Regions from separate parts of the Zea mays genome. Here all the other regions are linked to region 1. Evidence: chromatin contacts called from public Hi-C data. All regions are on one chromosome and are shown on one strand. The core of a region is the stretch at or near the end of the contact, and the rest is flanking DNA. Distances in the headings are between cores, read along the strand shown.

Region 1 (3,183 bases), core at 185-2,684:
GCTTGGGATCCAAATCCTGAAATAAGTGAATCACGATCTAAATGTAATTTTGGTCGAAAATTAAGTTAAAGAACAAAAAAATTGGTTGTCCGATCGGGTCTAAATACCGAGGATCTAAATACTGAAATAAGGGGGTGTTTGGTTTCTAGGGACTAATGTTTAGTCCCTTCATTTTATTCATTTTTAGTCTATAAATTGCTAAATATAGAAACTAAAATAAAGTTTTAGTTTCTATATTTGGTAATTTTGGAACTAAAATGGAATAAATGTAGGGATTAGTCCCTACAAACCAAACACCCCCTAAGTCATCCAAAAAGTCTAAATGTAAATTTTAATCAAAATTTAGGTTAAAAAACAAAGCGAATTTTAAGCGATGGAGGCCCGTTACGAGCAGCACAGCTACAAAATGCCCAATTCGGATTGGCGGAAGCCGGCACAGGCCCACGGCAGACACGACCACGAATCAAAACGCGAGTCAGTAGAGGGAAGAACAGGGTGAATTCGAGTTGCGACCTTGCGAGTCCCGGCGCTCCGACCAAACAATGGGTGGTAGTGGCGCAGTTAGTTTTATAATAATAGTGAGACGAACTCAAGTTTAGTCGAGCAAACCAAACACCACCGTGGGCGCTCAGCGAGCGCCATTGCCACGAGCTCACGATCACGGATCACGCCAAGCTAGCTAAGCTACGGCACCGGTCGTCCTCGACTTTGATAGGTCCATTTTTAAACCAATAGCAAACTTGCCCAGCCGTGACCCGTGAACAACATGCCTTCTAACTACTTTGTACACTCCTACGTGGTTCATTCGCATGCCGCCCGCCCTGTCCACCTGCCACCGGCCCGCGCCATCGACGGCGGCGGAGCCACGGAGCTACACAAAGGGAGGCGGCGCCGTCGCGGTGCCTGGCGGCTCCGGCGGGACGACCTCGGGCGGCGGACTGGGCGGGTCCACCTCCGGGAGCTGTGGCGGCGGTACGTCGGGGTTGGGCGGCACGACAGGGACCTCCGGCGCCGGCGGCGACGGCATCGCCGGACCCGGGAGCTCCGGTCCGGGCGCTGGCTGCCCCGGCATCGGCACGTCGACGCCCGGCGGCGCGTTGAACTCTGGCGGCGTGTCGATGCTCGGCACCTCGTCCGGCGGGCGGTTCGTCCCCGGCACCTCGAGCGGCTGGCGGTCCGTGCCAGGCACCTCGGGCGGCGTCGTCTGGCCCGGGACCTCCGGCGGCGGCGGAGTGGCAGCGTGGCAGCGCACGCGGACGAGACCGGCGGACGAAGGCGGCGGCCGGCGGGCGAACGAACGCAACGCGCGCGCCGACGTCGCGGCCGCGCGGCACGGCGGGAGGAGCGACGACGTCACCAGGCTAGCCGGCATCCTTGCGCTCTGCTCTTCCTATCTTTGGCGTACACGACGACGATTGAGTACAAAACAAGAGGCATGGCACGGGAGGTCGGCTGAACACTTTATACGCCTGGCGACTTGACACGTCCGGCGACGACCAGGAGCACGTGTCCTGCTTTCCGAAAGAGGAGGCTTCTTGCGACACGTGCCGACGTGCGTACGTGCCTGTCAGAGTACTACCCACGAAGTTACTCTTATCTCATTTCCACAATTCACCGGGAACAACTACGGAGCTTTTCTTTATTCCGACTTGTTTAGAAGCTTTCAATTTTCACTCTAATCGATTTTGACACGAAATAATTGTTGAGTTTATGATCGATCATGTTAGCAAGCGGCGTCGTGAGGCACCTCCGGCGGGTAGAGCCCCACGGTATATATTAGTGACCATAATTAAAGTTTATTGTGTGTCGTCTTTTACTGCTTATGTAAGCCACCATCTACGGACGACGTTCTATAAACACTCCATATATAATGACGGTTTTGTCTGACTGATACCCGACTGATACCCGTATTTTTTTCCTTTCATATTAAAGAGTTTTCCACGTATATCTGTGTGTCGTTCTCTCTGTAATTTATTTGGTTGCTCTACTTGGTTTTTCTACCGTTTTTGCTAACAAAGATTAATATAAATTCAACTACATCCGAGCAAAACGTCAGCGAATTCGATTTCTCTATTGAATGAAACTTCACCCAAAAAAACTACAAATAAAGATCCTACTTTTTAAGCCCAGTTTAGATGCTTATAGATAGTAATTATGTGGCGATAATTATATCTTTTGAACCTAAATAGATAGTAGAGTAGTTAATTATTATTAGTTGGACATCTAAATAAATAACAACTAAGTCACTGATTATATAAAATCAAATGATACCAGCTAATAGGGCGTACCATCAAATTATCATGGCAAATCATCTTGAGATCCTATGGTGTATTTAGTTTGTGGAGTCACTCTATGCTTTATGAGGTGATGCATTATAAGTTAATTCCATCAATTTTGGTGGAATCAACCCGCACCTCATGTATATACTAATTATTAGCTTATGTGGAATGGGGTGGTGATAGATCAACTCATTCTATTCCACAAACCAAATAAATAAGTGAGGAGTGAGAAGAAGATGGATCACCTAATTCCTCAAACCAAACACACTACTAATGATCATCCTCCGTGCCTTTCACTGTACATTTGTACTACAGTACCTGACAAGGGACCTTAGGATTGTTCAACTTCTGCTTAGGATTCAGAGGTGAACAAAAACGACCAGACCTGCTCACCAAAAAAGGTTATAACACTTCAGTTCACCTGACCCTAAAAAGACCGTTTACTATTTGCCTCCACAAGAAACCACAAAATTATATGTCTTCAAGATCTAATTACTTCCCCCTACTCCTGTCCAGCTAAAAGTTTCAACATTCTATCATTTTATCAAGGACAGTTGGATTATCTTACTACCAAGCCAGTCCCTACAATGTGACTGAATACTCCAAATTTGCCCAACCTAGCACCTTTCTAAAAATGATGTTATTTAGAGCTAGTTTGGCGGACTCATTTTTCCAAGGGATTTTAATTTTTTCAAAGGAAATTAGTTTATTTTTCCTTGGGAAAATAGAAATCTCTTTAGAAATTAGAGTTCTCAAACTAGCCCTTAGATAAAAACAACTTGATAATATTGACCAATATGGTTATGTACCATGCAAATACTAAACACTGAGAAACTGCTTGCATGGGTTATTGCATTCTTAACAGGAAATATATCTAGTGCACATGAACCTTTGATGTGCATAT
Region 2 (3,183 bases), core at 506-3,005, 240 kb after region 1:
ACCTGCCGAAAAGCGCCAGAGGACTTTAGATACAGGTGCATAGGCTAGCTCCTAGGCCCATGGCGCTCAGGCGCCAATAAATACAGGTGCACATATCCCACCGCCTCCGCCAATAGTGATGGCGCCGAGGTAAGCGTCCATTTTCTGAATTCAAAACGGAAAAGGGCATACTTGTGAAAATTTTCTCAAAAAGGTCTAAAAGAAAAAAAAAGGCGATCCTCGGATACCCTTTGTTGTTGTTCCTATATGTCCCTCGTCTGCAGGTGATTGTGTTTTTCGAGACATGGTGGATATGCTCATATTATTAAGGCTAGTGTGAATGTTATATCTTTCAAGTTAAAATCAGATAATCCGAGCGAGACGTGGTGATTTGATAGGTGAGTAATCGACCCTAGTAGGTGGTCCCACATGGTGGGTTCCTAATTCGCTACGACGCCTCGTTATATGTAACTCTTCCTCACTCGACCTAGTCCGGACTCGGCACCAAATGAGCATGAGCAGACAGGTGGCCCTCCCTTAGATGGGCTATGTAGAGGAGTGATAGATATGGTCTGGAACACACACTTGAATGACTAGTCCAAAGTGTCTACATATACGAGTGTGGTCAGTCAGGGACCTGTCACCAAGCTATCATTCATCCCTTAAGAGGGCTCACTCATAGTGTGCCCCTCACTTATTTTCGTCGATGTTAAGTGTCCGATGGTCCGACCAAATTGATCACTTATTTTCGCAAATTTGATTTAGGATGTGGAGTTCAGGTGGCCTATGTCAGAGTGGTAATGTGCTATATATTTTCACTATAAAATCTAAGGATCGAATCGGATTAGGATTGAGCTATATTACTATCTATTTTGAACTAAAATTAATTAAGGATCCTAACTTTTTGTGAAAAGAATTTTGAAACGTGCCATTACCATCCCTACATGCAACACTTGGAAAATATAGGGGTTTATGAGTGGTGACTTTGAGCATCTCTCATAGATTGAGCGGTTATATTTTGATTTTAATGAAAAGCCATCGACCGTCTTAGTCTATCTCGAGCAGTTTCTCTGTTCCATCATCTATTTAAAATTTCACTTTATAAATAATATTAAACAGTACTGAAACAATATTATCTATAGTATCGTGTTCCTTACTCTACGTAATCTAATATGGGCTTATGTCATCCAGCATTCAAATAAATAGTGGGCCCGTTTAGCTGCACTCCAAGACAGTTTTGCTGCCGCTGCTGACATCGTGAGAGAAATATGATACCGGAGCATGGCTGCCGAGAAGCGTTACAACTCGCTAGAAGACGAATAGACCCAACACCGCTAAGTATTCTGCTGGTCCCACCGCTCATATTAAAATAATAGCCCTATCCAGAAAATAAAATCCAGAAAACAAGGATGAGCCGGTAGTCGGTACACCACCGAGTCCACACTCTGCTGCCGTTCCCCACGTCCGCACACCATCCACCACCCCGCCTGCGAAAAATACCAGCACTACCCCTGTGACCTGAACCAAACCGTCACCCAAAGCCGGTGGGCGGTGGGCGACTCCGTCTTTGCGCGTTCCCCAGCACGAACGGCAACGCCGTGACCCCACGGCGCGGGCCGCGTGCCGGCGTCCCTGCGACCCATGGCGCGACCGGCTCCGCCACGTACCACTGATAGCCCGGTCCCACCGCACGGCGACGTCATGGTGGGCCCCGCCTGAGAGCACACCCCCAGTGACCCAGTCCCCCACCCCTTTTAAATTCGCCCAGTGTCCTCCCGTTTGAACCCCCTTCTTCTCTCTTGGTAGTTTTCGCCCCTCGCGTTGCGTGTATAGACTGTGAAAAAGAGGAGTGGGGAAGGGGAAAAAGAAGAAAGAAAGAGAGAGAGAGAGAGAGAGAGAGAGCGTTCACCGAGAATGGCCGTCGCCTCCGGCGAACGCCCGGCGTACGGGCAGTAGCACGCTGGGACTGGTGGTTGGTTTAGGCCGGTGGTGTGTTGGTGCGGTTGGCTCTGGGTTGGTTACTTGTGCGAGCGAGATTTTGTGGATGTAGGCAGTCGCTGCGCCTCATCCCTCATGCGATCGATGCCGTTCCAGCTCAAGACCGGTCACCACCACCACGGCGCCGCCATGGAAGGGAAGCCGCCGCCGCCGCCGACGACGCAGCAGCCTGCGCCGACGCCGAGGGTGTCGAGGCTCCGGAGGCTGCTCGGGCGGGTGTCTTCATCGGAGAAGTTCGCCGCGGATGGGAAGGACAGGGACAAGGACGAGAAGCTGCCGCCGCCGCCGCCGCCGTTGCCGCCCGCGACCGACGATGCGGACGCCGCGGGGTCACTGGGGCTGGACCGCATGGTGCTCAGTTTCATGGAAGAGGCCTCCGCCGTCGAGCGGCCGCCGCGGGGGCGTTGCAACTGCTTCAACGGCAGTAACCACGAGGAAAGCGACGAGGAGTTTGATTTCCTCCCCTCCGCGCACGCCTCGGCGACGGCCGCCGCTGGGGCAGGGGACGCCTTGGAGGCTCTGAAGGTGCGAAATCTCTTGCGAATTAATTAGGGAAATCTGCAATTCTTCCTTCCCCCCTTCCGAACTCAAACCCGAACCCCAAACCCACATGGATCGAAATGATACGAATGGTGTGTTGACAGGGCCTGGTGCAGAGCGCGAGCGTCGCGGAGCGGAATCTCCTGGCGGACGCGTCTAGGCTCGCCGACAAGTGCGGCAAGGGCTGCAAGGGCAAGGCGGAGTGCCGGCGCGCGGTGGCCGACGGCCTCAGGTCGCTGGGCTACGACGCCTCCGTGTGCACGTCGCGGTGGGAGAAGGCCCCCTCCCACCCAGCAGGTACGTGGTGGCGCGGTGGTTCGGTCCACAGCGTGTCCTGGCCGGTGCCCGGTGCTGACCGCGGAATCCGTGTGCGCAGGCGAGCACGAGTACATCGACGCCGTGGTGGGGAAGGGGAAGGAGCAGGAGGAGGAGGAGGTGAGGCTGATCGTGGAGGTGGACTTCCGGTCGCAGTTCGAGCTGGCGCGGTCGACCAAGGCGTACCGCGCGGCGCTCCAGGCGCTGCCGCCGCTGTTCGTGGGCACCCCGGACCGGCTCGGGCAGATCGTGGCGGTGGTGGCGGAGGCGGCGCGGCAGAGCCTCAAGAAGAAGGGGCTCCACTTCCCGCCGTGGCGGAAGCCGGAGTACATGCGCGCCAAGTGGCTGTCC
Region 3 (3,183 bases), core at 438-2,937, 150 kb after region 1:
CCGCGGTGGCGAAGAAGGTCTTGTCCCCGATCTTGGAGAGCACCGTCATGGCCAGCGACTTGGTGAACCCCTGGACACATCCACGCAGAAACATGAGCAACAAGCCAAGCCACCTCCTCTGCTTAACTAACACACCTGAATGAAGAAGAGGAAGTGAGAGGGAGGAAAGGTGACCCCGAGCGGAGACGACGCCATTTTGGAGGAGGGCGGCGAGGCGCCGTGATTCCGATCTCGCGGGTCGCGGGATAGAGGTAGAGCAGCCGAGGCGAGGCACTGCGGGCGTGGGGATCTAATTTGCAGGGAGGATCTTAGGGCGGATGAGGATCGGTGGAGCGGGCGGGGAACGATGGTTTGCGCGTGCGCGGAGTGGGCTGAGAGAGGGCATGGCTGAGGGAGCGAGGATCGAGTGCTAGCGCATGCTCGTTGGCGGAGGGGGAAGCGGATCCGCCACGCGCGAGCATGCGACTGGTTGTGCGCGGAGGGGGCCAAGCGGGATAGAGGCGAAATCCGCTGCACCCGCCATCCATGGCGGCATTTGCGGGGGCAGGGGCCTGCGGATTGCAGAGATTGCGCCCTTCCATCGACGATGGGGGCTAGCGGGCGGTGTGGGAGAGGGGCGGGGTCATGGTGTAGCCCTGATGGCTGGCGTGTGCGGTGTGCGGCGGTTAAGACGCACGCGGGGATGGCGAGGTCACGGAGGCAGGGGTCATTTTGGAGGCAGGGGTCGCAGGGAACGCATGACCGGGGCGGGAGCTATGGGATGGGGAGCGCGTGTGGGGCGAGCGGGGAACACGCGACGTGGGGGTGTGCTGCGTGATGGGGAAGGCGGGGCAGAAGAAAGGAGGCATCGCGAGACATGGGCAGGCGGGGCGGGGGCACGAGGGGCTGTCGACGCCCTCCTTACGTTCTTAATAGGAGTAGAGATTCAAATATAACCATCTCTTATTTCAAGATTTTCGTTAATTAAAGTTAGAAAATTATTGGAGAGTCAAAAATATATAGAAAACAATTTTTTCATATTAATGACTATAGATGATGATTTAGAAAGATTAGATGCTCTAAGATTGTCTCTAGCAACGTCCTCTATATACATCCTCTATATCCGTCCTTTACAATCTTCTCTAAAAGATTCCATCTCCTATATTTACTTTCTCTCCAACAACGTACTCTAAATCACGTCCTCTATATGTAAATACCTATATTAAAGACATTTTTAATTTTTTAATTTTTGTACATACGTATTTGTCATACTCTCAAATATATTGTACATATTTTAGTTTTATTAAACCGGTTGTTTAAAGTATTCAAATAGATAGAGAACCGTTCAAAGAAACTCTACATATAGAGGATCCAGCAGCGTTCTCTAAATTTAGAGGACCGTTTAGAGGACGTTGCTGGAGGGAGTAGAGAACATCCTCGTACTCTAAATTTAGGGTACAGGACTTTTTAGAGGGTCTTGTTGGAGCCAGCCTACCAAAGAATAAAACAAACATGTACTAAGTTTTTTTAGTGTGAAATATGTTCACTCAAATTAAAGGATTCTAAGACAACAGCAAAGGTTCCTCTCTCGTCAGTCCAAAGGCATGTCTGCCGAGTCTATCGAGCTTAACACGTGTGTTTAGACGGTGAACGTAGTGACATTTTCCGTTTCTTTCAAGGACCTGGTATTTTCTTCAGTGCAATGCTGGAAATGGTTTTAAAATCTTTTTTTTTTTGCCACCTTGGACTATTTTGATGAGTGATGAGTGATGACGATGAACAGCAGAAACAGGCAGGACCGTAGGGGCAGCAACAGGCCAACGGCGTGAAGTTGTGAACTGGTGATGCTTTTGTTGGCTTTTCGTCCATGCGTACCAACTACCACGGCATGGCAGTATGAGTAGATCCGAGAATCTGACAATCCAAGCGTCCTGCACTCCTGCTCCACCTCGATTCCTCCACAGCACACTCCCAAAACCAGAGCCACGCCGGCCGGCACACCGTCGCCTCCTTTGACTAGCCTCGCCGCCGCAGCGACAGCCATGGCCACCGCTGCCCGCTCCCTCCACCTCCCTGGTCCGACGCCTCCTAAATCCTCTACCCCCTCCTCCCACCGCCTCCCTGTCCCTTGCCACCTCCGCCCCCAACGCCGCCGCCTGGCCGCCTCGTCCTCCGACCTCACCTCCTTCCCCGAACCGCCCCCCGCCCCGAACGGCGTCTACGTGCCGTGGGCGGCGGCCTCCTCCGTGGCCGCGGCCGCGGCCTCCATCGTCGTGGACGCCGCCACCGAGGCGGAGCTGCGGGAGAACGGGTTCCGGAGCACGCGCCGCACCAAGCTCGTCTGCACCGTGGGCCCCGCCACCTGCGGCGCCGCCGAGCTCGAGGCGCTCGCCGTCGGCGGCATGAACGTCGCGCGGGTCAACATGTGCCACGGCGACCGCGAGTGGCACCGCGAAGTCATCCGCGCTGTCCGGAGGCTCAACGACGAGAAAGGGTTCGCGGTCGCCGTGATGATGGACACCGAGGGCAGCGAGATCCACATGGGCGACCTTGGCGGAGCGCCCTCCGCGAAGGCCGAGGTCAGCGCGCGACCCTGCTGCCTCAGCTTCATCTCGTTCCTTCGCCATCCTAGATTCATTCCATGCTTAAACACTGAATGATGTGCGGCTGACACACTGATTCGTCGTTCGTCCGCATCTGGCGAGATCTCGCGTGGACTACCTCACGAAGGTGGATATTATTCAGGATGAAGTTTAGCATGTAAAATCTGAGAAATTGTCCGATGGCACTCCTGAGTTTCATTTGAACATGTGAATGAAAAAAAAAACTCAGCTGCATAGGCTGAATTTGTTAAGGCTGTATATATTATTCCAAAAGCACTGGAGTTAACTATAACAGGAGTAATCTTGTTCATTAACCCTGTTTTTCTTTTAATTCATGTCTTGGACTATAGGTTGAGATAGTGTGTAATCTGACATGAGAGGGTTGAATTGAGCTACTGAACACATGAACCGTATTGTAAATTGTATCAGCATAAGAGTATTTCTGATTTGGAACTATGATAAAAAAAAGTAACCACTAAAGTCTTACAAGAGAAAATGCAAGTGTGCTATGATGCCATGATTTGACAAAAAACCTTTGAGTTTGTATCAGACTGTGTGAGTACTTCAAAAGGAGGGAATGCCTAAGTGTAAATGCTAAACC

Evidence for each region. Hi-C and Micro-C count contacts between places; a contact is called where the count stands out from the background.
Region 2: a contact with region 1 is called in a Hi-C map of leaf, with 5 times the contacts expected there. The contact joins the promoter of LOC103644178 here to the promoter of LOC100285615 in region 1. A contact is called at or near these places in 4 of 25 Hi-C or Micro-C datasets (bundle sheath, ear, leaf and 1 more).
Region 3: a Hi-C map of endosperm shows a contact between it and region 1, with 2.7 times the contacts expected there. The contact joins the promoter of LOC103644177 here to the promoter of LOC100285615 in region 1. A contact is called at or near these places in 5 of 25 Hi-C or Micro-C datasets (bundle sheath, ear, endosperm and 2 more).

The regions. Positions count from the first base shown.
Region 1 is chr1:294,566,921-294,570,103 of Zm-B73-REFERENCE-NAM-5.0, forward strand. It overlaps LOC100285615 (WW domain-binding protein 11), which reads right to left and starts at 1,435. Exons shown (of 1, transcript NM_001158506.3): 1 at 727-1,435. The coding sequence starts at 1,372. The coding sequence ends at 872.
Region 2 is chr1:294,809,054-294,812,236 of Zm-B73-REFERENCE-NAM-5.0, forward strand. LOC103644178 reads left to right here and starts at 1,756. Exons shown (of 3, transcript NM_001320784.1): 1 at 1,756-2,502; 2 at 2,622-2,814; 3 at 2,894-3,183. The coding sequence starts at 2,053.
Region 3 is chr1:294,715,689-294,718,871 of Zm-B73-REFERENCE-NAM-5.0, forward strand. LOC103644177 (pyruvate kinase isozyme A, chloroplastic) reads left to right here and starts at 1,688. Exons shown (of 6, transcript XM_008667370.3): 1 at 1,688-2,558. The coding sequence starts at 2,022.